Regions from separate parts of the Zea mays genome. Here region 2 is linked to region 1. A link is a contact called in public Hi-C data. All regions are on one chromosome and are shown on one strand. Each heading gives the region's core, a stretch centred on a gene start, on an enhancer-like site or on the middle of the called end of the contact. The rest is flanking DNA. Distances are from core to core; before and after follow the strand shown.

Evidence for each region. A called contact is a pair of places that touch in the nucleus more often than the background predicts.
Region 2: a Hi-C map of ear shows a contact between it and region 1, with 4 times the contacts expected there. The contact joins the enhancer-like site here to the promoter of LOC103640889 in region 1. A contact is called at or near these places in 3 of 25 Hi-C or Micro-C datasets (ear, leaf and tassel).

What each region holds. Positions count from the first base shown.
Region 1 is chr10:16,173,804-16,176,318 of Zm-B73-REFERENCE-NAM-5.0, forward strand. LOC103640889 (thioredoxin M-type, chloroplastic-like) reads right to left here and starts at 1,261. Exons shown (of 2, transcript XM_008664343.3): 1 at 828-1,261; 2 at 218-725. The coding sequence starts at 1,026. The coding sequence ends at 400.
Region 2 is chr10:15,998,409-16,000,923 of Zm-B73-REFERENCE-NAM-5.0, forward strand. No RefSeq gene overlaps it. Among protein-coding and RNA genes, the nearest start is that of LOC111590292, 44 kb to the left of the region's middle. Within about 2 kb of position 1,258, at least 15 of the 20 cell types and tissues checked have an H3K27ac peak or open chromatin away from gene starts, as enhancers often do. A contact at or near this core is called in ear and leaf, where this site is marked.

The DNA of each region.
Region 1 (2,515 bases), core at 11-2,510:
TGCCACTGCAGATCACGCCGTAGATGCTGCTCGCCATGGCTCACGTGTGCTCTAGCTGCTCGATAAAATGATCACAAGAATGAATGTTGTTTCAACACTAGCAGACTACGCCGGCGTTGCCACAGCACACTACGCCGTTGATGCTGCCCAGGCAGGTCCATGTGATGCAAGGGCAAGGCTATGACGGAGCAGTAGCAGAGGGCTGGCTGCCTGAACCGAATGAACGCATTACGCATCATCGTCATATCATATATCCATCCATATATATGCAAGGGCAAGGCTAGAGATACATGGTGTTTATGCGCGAGCTGGGCACATGTATCATCGATCCCAGTATCCCATGCATGCAGATGCAGCTCGGGGGCACATCACGAGACATGGGCTGCCTCTCTCGCGCGCTCATGAGCTACTACCGATGTACTTGTCGATGAGGGTGGTGAGCGTGGACTTGGGGACGGCGCCGATGACGCTCTCCTTCTTCTCGCCGCCCTTGAAGATGAGCACGGTGGGGATGCTGCGGATGCCGTAGGTGGACGCCACGTTGGGGCTGTCGTCCGTGTTCACCTTGCAGCACATGATCTTGCCGGCGTAGTCCTTGGCCAGCTCGTCGATCACCGGCGCGATCATCCGGCACGGCCCGCACCACGGCGCCCAGAACTCCACCAGCACCGGCGTCTCGCACGCCATCACCATCCCGTCCCAGTTCTTCTCGTCCGCCACCAGCACTGCCCACGGAGCCACCAGCGACGCGACGCGGGCGAGGCTCATCGTCAGTTTATTTATATATATATTCGCAGGCACCGAAACTTACTCCTATATAATATTACCTTCGTCCACGGCGTTCTTGGACTGGCAGACGTGCCGCGCCCGGCGCGTGGCGACGCGGCCGACGGACAGCGGCGCGGCCGCGACCCGCTTCGACGGCAGCACCAGGTTACCGCCGCTGCTGCAGACGAGGAGCCTGTCCTTGCTGCCAGCAGGGGCGGCGTGCAGCGCCCACGCTCTGAAGCACGTCTCCAGGGCCATTAATTCTTGTCTGGCGTGGTGGTCTCACTCACCTCACGCGCGCGTCCACGGCGAGAACGAATGTGGTGAGTAGGTGAGCGCGAACGGCCGGCGTAGGCGGCGGGGATAGGATTTGTTTCCCGGACATCATGGATATTTGGGAGCAGGCTGGGGTGGCATTGTGAGGTGGGCAGGGCCTGCGGCTCTGCATGTGGATGAGGTGTTTTTTTTCCAGCTCCTGCGTTGCCACCCACATAAGCTTCCTTTTCTTCTGGCATCGTTTATGTGCGCGCGCTGCTGTCTGCCCTGGGCCGCCTCACGCCTCTAATTCAGCTAACGTGGTAAGAAGATGAAAACTTTTCCTTTTTATGTTTAAAAATAATCGAAATTTCAAATGTATATCCAGATTTCGAAAAAAATACATTTATGTATACCTACAGCATGAGGTAAAACAATCTAAGCAACTAAATAAATATTAACAATTATTTTATATACATATATGTGAATTACAATATAAACCGACTTGAAAGGAATAGGTAGATTTTAACATAACGAGTCACGAGACACACAAAATCAGACAGAGCTCCATTACCCCTCCATGGACTCTTCTCTGTATTGAAAATGACACAAATGAGATTCTAGAGGGATAGAAATGATTATATAGCGGGGACCTGACACTTAGCCACAGAGCGGCAGGTCCCCAGCCGCTCACCCACCGAGCGACAAGCTCCCTGCCGCACTGCCATTGAGCGACAGGAGCCCTAGCGCTCGGGTAAGGTGCAACAAGAACTGCTCAATAAAAAAACAAAACAATACAGGTCTATACTGCTCCCCACTGACGCGACAAGTACCCATAATTGTAATTTTTTAAGTTGAGATATAAAATAGAAATTTCATTTATTTTTAAATATAAAAAGGAAAAGTTACATAAAAGATCTTGGAGAACATTATAAAACTTCAGTATCTCATCCCCTCAGCACTAGCCATTAGATGGGATAAAACATAGATGCATACTATGGAATTAGGAGAAATCGTCATAGATGGTGTATACTTCAGCGGTCGGTGGAGGCGCATAAATGTGACCACATGCTCAGCCCCTCCATGAGGCATTTCCTGGGTGTGTAGTACACAACCACCAAGGAGCGGTGTTCACGCTAACACTTGCAAGACAAAACATGATGGAGGCACAAAAATGCAACCACATGCTCAGCTCCTCCGCTGGACATTTCCTAAGTGTGCGGTCTACAACCACCAAGGAGTGGTCTTCGCGCTAACACTTGCAAGTCAAAACAAAAAACGTGAAAAAGGTAAGAAATGAAAAAACCAACAAAACGAAGTGGCCTTACCCGCAACACTAGCCATCTCTAACAGTACATCAGGACCCAAATTCAAATGTTAGTCCATGTCATAGTCTTCTACAGACACCTCCCTAGCTCGCGAAACATCTTGAGGCTTTAGGACCTCAACATTGTGCCCTCGCCCTCCTTCGCAAGGCAGTGGACGTTGTACT
Region 2 (2,515 bases), core at 8-2,507, 180 kb before region 1:
CGACCCTGTGCGCGTCCCGTGCGACGCAGGGAAGACGTCGCTCCTGTGCCTAGGTCCCGGACCGTATGGTCCAGAGCCGCGGACCGTCCGCGCCGCCGCAGAGGGGCACCGCCAGCTGGTACACCTCTAGTGATTGGCGCTGCCCAGATCGACGCCAACGCTATCTATACATCTAGATCTTCATCATAATCACAAAGATCTCCCCTACAAGATCCAGCGTCCTCCTTTGCGAGATTTGGCGTTCAAGCAGAGAGTTTGGGGCACGAATTGAACGAGCGTCAGTGAATTCACTAAACCACTATATTTATAAGGGCTATCTATCTATACATCTAGAATTGTATTCTTCAGGGGGACTCAATTGTGAATCTAGAATTACATCTTTTTACCAGACCGAGTATACTCCATCCATGTCACTATTGTTGTTGTGCTATTCCAGACGATGCAGCAGAAGCAATCATTGACCAGGACCCGCGGACGGCTGGATCGATCCTGGTTGTGTGCATGATTGCCTTGCCCAGCTCTATGATAGAGCAATTATTGATAAGTATGACCATCTGCTTACCTAAGACGATCGATCGAAACTGTCATAAATATTTCTTTTTTTTTTGTTTCGGTCTTGTGATCGGTCAAAGTATATGGGATTAGTACTAGGGAAACTACCAGAGAGTCTGAGATAGAGGCGTGTGTGGCTGAGGATCGTGGAGGGGTGGTCAAGGCAACCAGCAGGTAAGAGCTTTTCTCTCTCTATCGTCGGAGGGGGGATCTCGGCGTCGGGACGGGACTCGGGAGGCGCGCGGCCATCTCGGCCAGTCTCTCGCCGGTGGATCGCTGGGTGGCAGATTGAGCAGAACGGATTTACAACCAGTGTTTGCTCAACGCCGGTAAAGGTCGGGGCTCGGTCATCTTTGTCCATGGGACTGGGTTCGAGTCCGGCGCTAGAGGTAGGCAGCCAGGTTGCGCCTCCGCTCCTGCAAATTCGCAATGGGAGGACATGCTGCTGTCTGCCTGCCTGCCGGTGATGGAGCCGTCGGGGTTTGCAAGTCGCGACCTGGGCTGGGCCGACGTCGGGAACACGGTTGCATCCTCCCGCCTTGTGCTCTCTTCTTCCAGGAACAAGGTGAAGCCATGGCAGGGCAAAATTGCCGTCGCCACGCCGCTCGCCGAAGTTCGCTGTTGGAGATGCACTATCAAAGGCGCGCAGTTGCGTTGTTCCTCTGGACAGTGCCGTGATCACAGGTTGACGAAGACGCGTTCGTTGCCTAGGTCTGGGGATCCGTTGGCTGTTAATTCGAAGAGAACATATCTAAGGCACATAGTGCACATATTAAATCATCACCATTCATTTTAAATCTAACGGTTTTAGTTGATAATTCAAATTATAAATAACACATTTCACAACTACACACCACTACGTTGGAGGGTGTTCTTAGCAAAATATATCAAACAACTAGAGACGTTAAATCTAAAATAAATGGTAATGATTTAATATGTGCATCAATCTTCTATGTGCATTAGATATCAAAATCAAGTGTTTTTTTGGAAAGCCTGGTGACAGGGCGTTTCACCGGGATTCTCGGACGCCATCAGCAGCGCTGGATTCAGGGAGATGTGGCCTTAATTGGGCGGGTCCACGACGACTGGGCTGGCTTTCCTTTTTACCAGAACGGGTACTAGATCACCGGTGGCGAGGGCAGTTCATTCAACTTTCAGAAGCTTGTCGCCTAGCACTTTCGTCGCGGCGACTAGGCAGGCACACTATGGCGCTGGGAGGTGGTCATGGCGGCCGTGGAGGGGGAAGAGGCCAGCATCAGTCTAACGGCGCTCGCAGTCATGCCTCGGGTCATCACCAGCATGGCGGCGCGGAGGCCGGTGCAGGGGAGGAAACCAGCCGGTGTTTCATCCCGGCTATGGAGGCGGTGACCGTAAGCTGGCCGTCGAGGAGGAGTTCGTGGACGACCAGCTGCTTGGCGTGGTGGGCGAGGTAGTTCTGTAGGGGGGCGGTTCTTCGGTGGTCGTGCTACGCCATTTTAGAACATGGATGGTGGCGAACAGGGCAGGTACGCATATGGAGCCATGGAGGGGCTTCTTCCACTCTGGCTGCAGGTCAGCGTTACGGATACGGGGTAACAGTGAGTCCTCCAGTGGCACCTGATGTTTCAAAGGCAGCTGACTTGACTTGCTTCACCAATCTTTTGCAGCGGCAAATGGTGGCGGGGGTGCTGCTAGGAATGTCCCAGACAATACCTGGGAACAGATTGTCACTCTGCTGCTGCAGTCTGTGGGGAAGAATCAGTCCATGTCCAATTCTAGGTGGGATGCTGCGCTGGATGGATCATAGGCCTCAGCGCAGTTCAAGGCTTGATACAATCAAAGAACTCTATAAGCCGACTCATGTGGATGACAAGGTGGGGTCTTCTGTAACACCTGTGGCAAAAGAAAAAGTTTCGTTTTGTTTTGTTTCAGGTGTAAAACCAAAGGACACCAGTTGAGTGACCGCAATATTGAGTTGTTTTGT